Linked DNA regions of Mus musculus: all the other regions are linked to region 2. The links are chromatin contacts, called in public promoter capture Hi-C maps. All regions are on one chromosome and are shown on one strand. The core of a region is the stretch at or near the end of the contact, and the rest is flanking DNA. Distances in the headings are between cores, read along the strand shown.

Region 1 (4,009 bases), core at 63-2,562, 1.2 Mb before region 2:
GCAAGAGCTCACTTAACAAAATTCTTATCTGGCTTTGAGGTGGAGGACTTTCCCAAGTAAAAATCAACTGGAGTGCTCTGTACAAACAGCTTTCCTAAAGGCCAACAGCATTAATGAGTTACTTCCTTTGCACTTTTAAGTCTGGAGGTATAGACTTCAGAATGATTTATTGAAAAGTCTATTCAGTTCAGTTTTAGAAAAGAAAACTACAACTTCTCAAAGTTTAGTTTAACATTGCCCTCTTGGGAAGCATTCTATATCCTTTAGCTTCGTTGTTCCTGTTTCTATTTCAGTCCCAGGTCTTTTAGATCACGTTATTTTTTAAGGATTCATCTTTTTTGACATGTCTAGCATAATTTTTAGATTTTCATTATTAGTGTCATTTATTTCCCTTGCTTCTGTCTCCCTTCCCCTTTGGCACTCTACTCTCAGTATTCTGATCTTTTCACCTTGAACCTCATACTAACCACCCCATCTATGCCGGCCTCGATCTCATCGTTTTCTTTAATTGGCCCAACTCCCTTTGGAGTCCCGGTCAAGATAAGATCTCCTTCTTCCAAGGTTATTATCTTAGAAACATAGCTGATGATGTAGGGGATGGAAAAGATCATAGATGATGTTTTGCCCTCCTGCCTGAGCTCTCCGTTGACCTTGAGCCACAGTCTTAGGGCATGAGGGTCAGGAATCTTCTCCTTGGGCACGAAGGCACTGACCGGGCAGGAGGACGTAAAGCTCTTAGCCAGGGTCCACGGCAGCCCCTTCTTCTTGCACTCCTCCTGCACATCTCTGGCAGTCATGTCCAGGCACAGGGCATAGCCGGCCACGTAGTCCATGGCTGCAGCCTCCGGGATCGCTTCACCACGCTTGCCCAGAAGCACTCCCAACTCCACCTCGTGGTGGAGGTTGCGGCAGTAAGCGGGCATTAACACCGGTGAGCCCTCGGGAGCGTACGCGGTGGACGGCTTCAGGAAAAGCACAGGCTCACTCAGCACGGTGCTGCGCATCTCTTTGACGTGATCTGCATAGTTCCTCCCCACGCAGACGATATTCTTGCCCCACTCCCAGAAACGAGACAGCGGTTTGGTGGAAGCCATAGTACAGCTTTGGGTCATGTGACCACCGACTCCCCCGGACTACGGCGGCCTCCAGAGGACTGGCTTCGGACGCTGTCCAGGTCGGAGCGGCCCCGCCCTTCCTTGCGCAGCAGCGGGACGCTGAGGTCAGCGAAAGGTCTCTGCGTGCAGGCGACTGCCCCAGAGAGACGAGGAGGCTCACGCTCAGCCTCCTCCAACACCCACTTGCAGACCGAGTCTACAGGCCAAGGCTGCTAGGGCAGCTAGGGAACATTTTGGGGGGGGGGGGCAGGAGCTACTACTGATTGGCTAGGGGCGGCGCGGCGGTGCGAGACAGGCACTGGTTGGCTGTGAACTCTATGGGCGGTCACTGATGGATTGAGGGCGTGGCATTTTGGTAAAGAGCAGGAGTTGGTTGGTTGGGAGCAGTAGGAGGACGACACTGATTGGTTGCAGTCGCCAACGCCAGTGTTGATGCCCACGACGCTGGTGTTGCGGACTCCGCGACCCGGCTGTGCACCCCGTGGGTCATGGTGCTGGGTCGCGGGTCGCTGTGTCTCCGGAGCCTGTCAGCGCTGGGAGCCACCTGCGCGCGCCGTGGTCTGGGTAAGTGTGTCTAGGTACTGACGCGGCGCGGCCGGGTGCTGGAGGCCGGACGTCGGTTGGGCGAGCCCTTGCTGTTTCCAGGCGCAGGTGCTGAGCGCCGCCGGGCGGGCGAGAAGCGGGGCCGGGCGTGTTGAGGGCCTTGGAATAGGCATCTGGCGCTGGAGGGGTTCGTGGCCCGGGATCGAGGCAGAGGGCTGGCACCTGCTCCCTCCTGGCCAGAGTCCGACTCCAGTTTTGGGGTTGCGACTTTAGTTTTTAAGTCGGCTTTTCCTCTTAACGTCTGATGTGGCGACAGTGGGTTGCCAAAGCCCCGGAGCTGGCCAGCCTGAATTCAGCTAGCCGGGAACTTTGGAACAATCGTGATTGAAAGTCTATGAACCATCTTTATTAAGAAGTCCGCTCGTTGAGAACAGAAGTATGGGTCTCCATTTAAGGGATACCCCTTAGTGTCGCTGCTGAAGGCTGTTTAAGAGCTAGGCGATTTAAGAGCTAGGTACAATAACTACTGAGCAGCCGCTCAGCTTTTGGTGCCGCAGAAGCCCTCCTGGTGAGAAGAGGCAACTCTGAAACGTTTTTTGACGTTTGAGCAATATAAAACGTGTCTGTGGATTTGACCTCAATTCAAACAGAATGTCCCTAGTTGCAAACTAAGGAGCTGGGAGCGATGAATTCCTTCCATAGGAGTGATCGCATCTTCTTCAGAGCAGTCAGGCTCTCTTCCGACTAGAGTGGGTTGAGCACTGGTAATAACATGATCTTTATCCATGCAGGTTTGTTGTGTTTTACCAGGAAGTACATAAAAGGGCTCGTATTCACCTGTTTCTCACCCTCCGCTGTCCATCGGCGTGGATAGTGCTAGGGCTTAGGGGAATTCAAATATTACAGAAACCTGATCTTATAGAAATGCTTATTTTGCTGAACATGAGAAGGGGTCTGGAAAGTGCCCAGCTGTTGTGCCAAAAAAGGAGAAATGGGGAGCAGGGTTGTGACAGAGCACTTCCCTAGAATGCTTAAAGCCCCAGCACCACAAATTCAGACAAAAGTACAGTGGAGTCCCTTGGTCATTTGCTGCCTCCTTGGCCCACTCCAAGACAATCCTTCGGTGATAAGTTCTCTGCCCCTCATGCTTGAGTCCCAAGCAGCAGTTTCTTCTTTTCAGGAGCTTGCACTGTGTGTTTTCCATTATGCTGGCCATAGCTGAGAAAATACTGTTCTCTCCTTGGGCTGGAGGCCTGAGAAGGGCTGAAAGCTTAGAGGATTTAAGTCCATTAGTGCAGACGCCATGACTGGAGAGTGAGCGGCCATGCTCTGGTGCCTTGTCCTGCCATCTTTAGGCCTGAGTCACACCACAGGCAGGTAACACAGCCTGTATGAACTCTTAAGAAGAAATACCAAGCTCTCAAGTCTAGGGTGAGGTGTAGATCTTTCGAGTTGCGAGTAGGAGCCCCTGGGGTTCTGTCCCTTCCCCTGCCAAAAAAAAAAAAAAAAAAAAAAAAAAAGAAAAAAAGAAAAAGAAAAAGAAAAGAAAGAAAGAGATGGAGACAGAAGGAGTCCTGACTTGAAAGCCAGCCTGGACTACACAGTGATTTTGGTCTAGAAAGGGATACAGAGCAAGATCTATTAAAAAAAAATCAACCAATCAGGCTGGAGAGATGGCTCAGCGGCTGAGAGCACTGACTGCTCTTCCAGAGGTCCTGAGTTCGATTCCCAGCAACCACAAGGTGGCTCACAACCATCAGTAATGGGATAAAGGGCACTCTTCTGGTGTGTCTGAAGACAGCTACAGTGTACTTATATACATAAAAATAAATAAACAAACCTAAAAAAATCAATCAATCAAGCCCCAAACCTAAAAAGTACCCCCCCAAAAAACCCCAAAATAACAATTCTGTACCTGGGAGAGGCTGACTTACGTGGTCTCTGCTTTCCTGAAGGATGTAGTGAAAGGATATTCCCTCGCCGGAACTTCAGAAAGCCAGCTGTTGAGCCATCGGGTATGAGGGGTCTGGCCGTTCTGAAATCTTGGTGAGGTGTCTGAGGTTCCTTCTGTGTGTTTCTTCAGGTCAGGCCCTGCTGGGACTATCTCTGTGTCACTCAGACTTCAGGAAGAATCTGACTGTGCAGCAAGACATAATGAAGGTTGAACTACTGCCTGCCCTGACTGACAACTACATGTACCTGATCATTGATGAGGACACCCAGGAGGCCGCCATCGTGGACCCAGTGCAACCACAGAAGGTATGTGCGGCTCTTCCTGCCCCCTGCACCCTGTCACCTAGTTCAGTGTTCATCCACTGGGTTACGACCACAGTCTTTATGGCTTTGTGGAA
Region 2 (3,877 bases), core at 1,299-3,798:
TGCATATGTGTGCTTTGAAACAGGGTCTTACTTTGTAGCTCAAGTTAGTCTTGAACTCACTACACAGACTAAGCTGGCCCTGAACTTCCAGCAATCCCATCTCAGCCTCCCAGACGCTGGGACAACCGGCATGCACCATCATGACCACCTTCAGATGTACCTGTGCTTGCTGATTGTGACACTTTCCTGTAGCGCAGGTATCTATCCTTTTATGTGATACAGAGGACTGAGTTCCAGGCTATGAGCAGGAGGAAAATACTTTTCAACTGATTACATCTTCAGCCAGAAATTAACATTTTTTAATGCCTAGGACCTTCTGGCCACTAATTACCGTCTCTCAAACAAAACCCAGTACAACAAATAGCAAACACGCAGTACACTAACTCTACTGAAAAGGCATCTATCTACAAGTCTGGTCTTTGAGGTCCTAACACTGGTGGCAGAAGCAAGGCACTGAAAAGGGTTTCCCACTCCCAGATCTAGGAAATAAGTAGCAAGTGTAACGTTAGAGGAGAGGACACCTTCCTCTGAGAGGTAAGAGGGGATTCGTGGGAAACTACCCTGAGAAATCAGCGACATCTCTCCCGACCAGAACTGTACTCAGTTTGTTACCTGCTCTGCCCCATAGACCGTGGCGAATTGGATGAAATCCTCGATGCGGACGAAGCCGTCCCCATCTCTGTCCAGGGCGTCAAATACCGCCCTGAGGCGTGCACCCTCCTCCTGAGCTGTCCCGGGCTCGCTGGGCAGCGACAACGCTGGTCCTGGGTCCGAGGGTGGCCCGGGACATGCCTGCAGCAGCTCGCCGTCGGCGAGCAAGGGCTCAAGGGGTAGGCCCCGCGTAGGGCAGCAGTCTTCCAGCTCCTCAGGCCAACTGCTCCGGACTTTGGGCTTCTCTGGCTCTTTAAATTGAAGACACGAAACTATGGGTTCCTCTCGATCCTCGGGCCAGAAGCAGGGTGCATCGGGCTCTTCCTGCCAGCACCGCTTTGTGTTCTGCTCCTCCGGCCAGAGGCACAGCACCTGGGGCTCCTCTGACCAACATCGTGATGGATCGGGCTCGTCTGGTTCATTGGCCCAGAAACACGGTGGGTTGAGAGCATCCGGCTCCTCGGATTCCTCGGGCCAACAACAGTGAAGTGCATCGGCCTCCTCTGGTTCCTTGACCAAGAGGCACGGTGCATCGGGTACCCCCTGCCACAGGTGAGAGACATCAGGCTCCTCTGGCTCCTTGGCCGAGAGGCACCCTGTGTCCGCCTCCTGAGGACAGCTGTGAGAGGCATCAGGCTCTTCTAGCTCCTTGGCCAACAAACACGGTGCCTCTGACTCCTGGGGCCAGCAGTGAAGGGCGTCAGGCTCTTCCAGCTCCTCCGTCAAGAGGCACGGTGCGTCGGATTCCTCCCACTTTTTGGCCAAGAGACAGGGCACGTCGGGCTCCTGGGGCCAGCAGCGAGGGGCGTCGGGTTCCTCCAGCTCTTTGGCTAAGTGGCACGGTGCGTCTGGTTCCTCCAGCTCCTTAGCCAAGTGACAGGATTCGTCGGGCTCCTGGGGCCAGCAGCGAGGGGAGTCGAGGTCCTCCAGTTCCTTGGCCAAGTGGCACGGTGCGTCTGGCCCTTGAAGCCAGCAGCGAAGGGCATCAGGTTCCTCCACCTCCTTGAGCAAGTGACAGAATGCGTCTGGTTCCTGGGGCCAGCAGCGAGGGGCGTCGGGTTCCTCTAGCTCCTTGGCCAAGTGGCACGGCACGTCGGGCTCCTGGGGCCAGCACCGAGGGATGTTGGGTTCCTCTAGCTCTTTGGCCAAGTAGCACGGTGTGTCGGGCTCCTGGGGCAGGCAGCGAGGGGCGTCGGGTTCCTCCAACTCCTTGGCCAAGTGGCACGGTGTGTCTGGCTCCTGGGGCCAGCAGCGAGGGGAGTCGGATTCCTCCAGCTCCTCTGCCAAGTGACAGGATTCATCGGGCTCCTGGGACGAGCAGCGAGGGGCATTGGGCTCTTTGGCCCAGCGACTAGGAGCGTGAGGCTCCTCTACCTCCTCGGGCCAGCAGATTGGCGCGTTGGGTCCCTCTGGCCACCGTTGAAGCTGGGCGTGTTCCTCGGGCTCTTCTGACCAGCCGCGAGGAGCGTCGGGCCCCACCAGCCCCATGACCCCACGCTGGGGCCCAGACGCTGGCTGGTCGTGGTCTGACAGGGAGGTCGGCTGGCACAGCTCCATGATCCGGCGCCGGCTAAACTAGGGATGATACGAAAGGCGCGGAAGGCAGACAAAGGCGCTCAGGGCGCGGCGGCGGGCGCGGGCATCCCCGCGGCGACGCGGGCGGGCGCGCGCGGGGCGCCCGGACTGCTGAGGCTGGCGCTCGGGCCCTGCTCCGCCCTCGCCCATCTTCGCACCGCACCTTAGCGGCTCCCGGCCCCGCAGCGCGGCTGGCGCGGGCCCATGGCAGCGGCACAGTCCGGATGATGTAAGGACCCAGTGGCGGGGAGTGGACGGTGGGAGACAGGCACCGGCCGGGCAGCGGAGGATGAAGCCAGAGCGCCTGAGCTTAGGAACCCAGTGAGGGACGCCGGCGCCGGCGCCGGCCCGCCCTCCGTCGCGCGTGACGTCAGCACGCCGTGTAACCTGATCACGCCCCCATGGATTGCTATAAAGGTGAGTTCGAAGAGGGCACAGCTTAGGGGCGACGGTGCTCTGCCCAATTCGAGTTTTCCGTACGATTTGCGCGAGTGGGATGAGTGAAGTGTTCTGTCGCAGGAAGAGGCGCCCGAGAATAGGTTTTGGAAAACTATTGCTGAACGGGAACAAAACATTCGCATATCCCAAAAGAAGCCGCTAGTCCCTTCTGTGTGACTCCTTCACAAACTGGTGGTACAAACCAGAATATTAATTGGCAGCAAGTAGGAGCGAAGGAGCGCTCGAATTGCCCCACCAGGTAAGGAATTATCCAAAGTCTCTCACACAAGGACAGGATCTAAGGGGCTCACACATTCATCCACAGGAGCGCACAGTAAAATAAAGAGGCACAGATGTTGTTTTACTTTGATATGTTGTTTGGTATCTTTTTGAAACAGGAACTTGTGCAGCCCACGCTACCTTTAACTCCTAATCCTGCCGCCATGGATTGTAGACTGGCCCAAACAACCCTGCTCTGAACATGTTTTTAAATTACATAAACAGCGCTTATCTCTTTATTGCTAACTAATGCCGTTATCATCATCAAAGGGTCGTGCTCAGAGATGCGGAGCAGTTGACTAAGCCAGTTGGAAGCAATGAGGTGCATCTAGTCAAGAACTAAATTTAGCCATTTAGCCAGGGGAAACTATGAACCAATTGTACACTCGTGGGCACCATGGACAAGTATGGTTTCATAAGCAGTTTTGGCAAAAGCTGAAAACTGAACTCCGTTTCCAGGTGTACAGCCAGCTAATCTACTGAGTCATCCCCAAGCAAAACTCCCAGCATATTATAGGAGACTTCCAGCAGCTGGGAAAAAGGAAGGTGATGTGCTCCCTCCCTAAAATGTAGTCCTATTTTCCTGTAAGAACTGAATGCTTTTGTGAGGAATATATATATTGAAAGAATAAAGTCCCCTCTATCTAATGCAAGGACTGGAAATTCCCTTTGACTGACAAACATTCTCACATGCAGTTCCAGTGAGTGCCAACCTTTCTATTTAGTGTGTCATGGTAAGTATCCACCTGTCCTTTGGTGTTCTCAGTCAAGATCAGTTTTCTGAGGAGCCAGGTGTTCCTGTTGTGTGCCAAAACTAAGAAAAATATTTATGACTTCCAGCATTTGTGTGCCCAAATAGAACCAGTGTGTAGAGAATGCACACCTCCTGGCTCAGACCAAGCAATGGGGCTGCAGATGAAAGGTTATAAGGAGT
Region 3 (4,248 bases), core at 1,284-3,783, 1.6 Mb after region 2:
TCAGAGACCTAAACTTGACCACAGATTTCACTGGGAAAAGACACAATTTTCAAAGTTGTCTCCATACCTCCACACACCTTCCAGTTTACCCTTGCCTCCCACACACCCCACTCAGAGGGACTTACTTAGCACATATCCACCTAGAATGGTTTTAGAGGGGATCTGGCTCTATAGCCTAGCCTGCCCCTGCTTCCTGAGCGGGAGGTAGGATTAACATTTTTACCTGGAAGGTTGGGTGGGTTGGCACACACCTTTAATCTCAGCACTCAGGAAGCAGGGGCAGGCAGATCTGAGTTAAGGCCAACCTGATCTGATTTAGGACAATCAGAGAAACCCTGTCTCAAAGTGCCCAAATTATTGCCACAAATTTCTAATTTTTATTTTTTGGTTTGACTTTATGTGACTCACAAAATATCACTGTATAGTCAGTCCTAGCTGTCCTGAAACTCAACAGCGCCTCTGCCTCCCAAGTGCTGGGATCAAAGGTATGCACCACCACGGGCTCCTTAACGAACTTGGTTTCACCCAGGGTATTCATTCAGCAGAGACACAGACCCCCTAACTGCTAGGATCCCTTAGGTGTGCTCTGCACAACTTCCTGGGCTAAGCACTCTCCAGGAAAACCCAACTGTGTTCAGGAATATTTTTACCCCATCACTTCAGCCTGTAGATACTACATTAGTTCAAGGGACTGCAGGCCAGCAGTGATCTCAGGAACCAGGGACGTTCCAGACACCCCCCCCCCAAGCATACCCTCAGGTCATGCTTATACACAGCTGGCTTCTCCCTCCTCCTCCTCCTCACTTCTGTTCCCCTGGCCAAGTAAATACACAAAACCACTCTGCTTGACAGTGCTCTGCCACACCACCGGGTCACACTCAGGCATTGGGGGAGGCTGTAGCCATGAAAACTGTTCAAATTCAAGGCCATCTCACAGAATTCTGGGATATCACCTGAGATCTTGCCCTGACACCACTGTGCTCTAAGAACATGCCTAAGCAGCCGGGCGTGGTGGCACACGCCGTTAATCCCAGCACTAGGGAGGCAGAGGCAGGAGGATTTCTGAGTTCGAAGCCAGCCTGATCTACAGAGTGCGTTCCAGGACAGCCAGGGCTACACAGAGAAACCCTGTCTTGAAAAACCAGAAAAAAAAAAGTCTAAGCTGTGAGAGGTAGAACACACCTGTGACCTCCAACCCTCAGGCTGAGATGGGATCAGAGATTGTTTAAAGTTCCCAGCTATATAAGGACCTCAAGGCCCCTCTGGGTTTCATGAGACCCTATCTCAAAAGCAATTGTGCAACCAATACACCCCCAAAAAACGGTTTCTGAGGCGGCCCTTGGGGCAATCAGAATCAGTACCTTTGGGCCGAGGCCTGCCGGTCTCGGGACGGCTGCGACGCAGGGTGGCGGGCACGATCTCCGGGGGTAGGTGCAGGTAGTCTCGGAGATACTGGATGCCCTCGTTCGTAAGGTACCAGTAGAAATGTCTCCAAGCAAACTGTTCCTTCACGTAGCCTCGAGACTTGAGAGACTGCAGGACATAGACACATGTCAGTCAGCAGCTGGCTCCTCGGGAAGGGCAGACCTATTCCCACCTGTGTCCCTCTCCACACCTGCATGGCCTTCATTACATGAAGGTTGGGCACATTTTTGTCTGCCAGCTCCGGGTGCTTAGGCATGTGGACATCCTTTTTGGCGACCATCACGCCCTCCTTAAAAAGGAGTTCGTAGATGGCAATCCGATTCTTCTTAGGCATCAACATCTGCAAAAAAGACGTGACGGTTTAGCATCATGGCCAGAATCCAAATCACCACTGTCACAGGGTGAAAACGCCAGACAGGCACCATAGGGACCAGGTCCCTCCACCTCCACAGTTTGGAGGAAAGCTACCAGGAAGTTAATGCAATAGGGTCACAAAAGGCACCCATGTATCTGCTGTCACGGCTCTCACAGCCAAGTGACTGGGGGTGGGAGGTAGACACAGAACCTTGTCAACCATACTTGGGGGCCATCAGAACCAGAGGTCGTACCTAGAGCAAAATCGGGGGACTCCTTAAAGAATACAAGGAGGGGCCAGAGAAAGGGCTCCACTTCCTGCGCAGAGGGAGCACTAAAGTAACGGGCTCGGTGCTCCCCTGAAAAGTCCTCCCCAAAGGTAACGCAGAGACCGGAGGGTAGCAGGGAGGAGAGAGGGGGTCTGCCGCGAAAGGGACGCACGCAGGCGGGAGCCGAACCCCTGGCCCGGGCGCTTCCCGCCACACGTGGCCTTCAAACTCCTCTCCTCCACCCGCCGCCATCGGGACGCCGGTCTTCTTCAGTCGACTCTGAGTCGCAGAGCTGCGTCCCCCCACAAAAGCCCTCTGGGCACGGCGCGGCGAGCGGCTGGAAGGGCGAGTACGGCCTTCGCCTCCCCCGGAGGACGCGGGCCCTCAACGGCAGCGCTGCGGCCCGGATGGCGACAGATGGAGCCCGGACGCCGGAGGAACTCACCGCGGCGGCTGCAGGGTCCGAGGCGGAGGCTGGAAAGGAAGGGGCGTGCGCGGCGCAGCGTCTCTTCCGGGCTGCGCGGCTCCGCCTCCCTGCAGGACCCGCGCGCTGCCTGGGGTGCCCTCGGCAGTGCCTGAGGAGTGGGGACGGTGCTAGGACGCATGTGCGAGCCATCCCGCTACGCTTCCCGCCCCCTCCTCCACCCCGCCCCCACCTGGAGATTGCTAGCCCGTGAGTTGTGTCCGGAGCTGGGGTGCAGGCGCTTGGTGCAGAGAGGCCGGTCCGCATTGCCCGGTGGGGATGGAGGCGGAGGGCTAAGAGTTCAGGGATAGATTAGGCCAGCCTGAGCTACCTGAGACCTTGTCCCGGAAGGACAAAAAAAAAAAAAAAAAAAAAAAAAAAAAGCATACATGGCTGGTACACTTTTTACACATTCCAGACTCATTCGCAGGAAGAAACTGACATCCCCATTAACCCTGCTTATACTGGAGTAAATTTTACTTACGCTTCGTAAAGCCTCTCAAATAAGAAATGTTAGTCATGCTGGGCGTGGTGGCGCACGCCTTTGATCCCAGCACTCGGGAGGCAGAGGCAGGCGGATTTCAGAGGCCAGCCTGGTCCCCAAAGTGAGTTCCAGGACAGCCAGGGCTACACAGAGAAACCCTGCCTCGAAAAACAAACAAACAAAAAAAGAAATGTTAGTCATCAGGCAGGGTAGCGTCCAGGCGAGACACATCCAAGTAAGACCCTCCCTAAAAAAAAAAAAAAATAATAATAATAATAATAATAATAAATAATAGTAATTAATTTAAAAGGCAAGGCATGATGTGCAGTACGGATGCAGAGGCAAGCAGATCTCCCTGAGTTCAAGCCCAGCCTGGTGTAAACAGCGAGTTCCAGGCCAGCTAGAGGCACAGTCTCAAAACAAAACCAGCCATGCCCAAAGAAATGCACCCCACCTTGTTGATTTTAATTTCTAGTTCTCCTTTACCTGTCTGACTAAACGGTTTCTTTATTGTGTGTGTTCGCTTATTGCAGACAAGGTTTTGTTCTTGCCTCTGCCTCACAAATGCTGGCATTGCAGGCGTGCACCACCATGCCTGGTTGATGAGCTGTCTTCTCAACACCCCGGCCACAAGCACGAAGCCAGCATCAAATTAACTGACCATGCGTGGTGGCAGCACCGGAGGAGGTGAAGGACTGCCTCACCTCTGGTTGGGAGGACAGCTCCTGAAAATACTCCTTACAGACAATTTGTATTGTGTTGACATTTACTGTCTGTCAATCAACACGAAAGCCAAGGGGAGGAATTTTTCTCCCCTCCCCCGCCCCCATGCTGCTTTAACTTCTGTCTTTCCACCCACCGCAGGTCTACAGTTGTCTGATGGGGGACTGAGATGGGCTGCCACAGTCTGGTCCTGCTCTGTAGCCTGGGCTGCGGTCAATCTTGAGATCTCCCAGCCACAGCCTCAAGTGCTGAGAAACCAGGTGCGGCTGTAAGCATCTAAAACAAGATAGTTCCAGGCGGAGTCTCTGACTGGCCGGCTGGAGATGAGGCTGGGCTGGAACTCCTAGCTACCCTCTGCTTCTGCCTCCCACGCTGCTGTTAACTAATGGGCCCTCCAGTTAGCTCATCCCAGGAAATCCATAAAAGCCTTTTGTTCCTGAGGACTCTGCTCTCCTTTGTGACCTTTGCCGGCTCCATCTGAATCTTTCCCGACAACTGTGCTCCCCAACCCCCACGCTTGGCTTCATCTC

The links. Promoter capture Hi-C pulls out the DNA fragments that hold promoters and counts their contacts.
Region 1: a contact with region 2 is called in a promoter capture Hi-C map of liver, with 3 times the contacts expected there. The contact joins the promoter of Fahd1 here to the promoter of Rab11fip3 in region 2. A contact is called at or near these places in 2 of 39 promoter capture datasets (both in liver).
Region 3: a contact with region 2 is called in a promoter capture Hi-C map of neural stem cells. The contact joins the promoter of Rps10 here to the promoter of Rab11fip3 in region 2.

What each region holds. Positions count from the first base shown.
Region 1 is chr17:24,848,990-24,852,998 of GRCm38.p6, forward strand. Fahd1 (fumarylacetoacetate hydrolase domain containing 1) reads right to left here and starts at 1,313. Exons shown (of 1, transcript NM_023480.3): 1 at 1-1,313. The coding sequence starts at 1,112. The coding sequence ends at 429. Hagh (hydroxyacyl glutathione hydrolase) reads left to right here and starts at 1,501. Exons shown (of 9, transcript NM_024284.2): 1 at 1,501-1,679; 2 at 3,742-3,917. The coding sequence starts at 1,604.
Region 2 is chr17:26,066,970-26,070,846 of GRCm38.p6, forward strand. Rab11fip3 (RAB11 family interacting protein 3 (class II)) reads right to left here and starts at 2,549. Exons shown (of 14, transcript NM_001162868.2): 1 at 613-2,549. The coding sequence starts at 2,208.
Region 3 is chr17:27,632,711-27,636,958 of GRCm38.p6, forward strand. It overlaps Rps10 (ribosomal protein S10), which reads right to left and starts at 2,534. Exons shown (of 6, transcript NM_025963.4): 1 at 2,494-2,534; 2 at 1,616-1,765; 3 at 1,362-1,533. The coding sequence starts at 1,765. It overlaps Gm15420 (predicted gene 15420), which reads left to right and starts at 2,534. Exons shown (of 2, transcript NR_167724.1): 1 at 2,534-2,721; 2 at 3,860-4,158.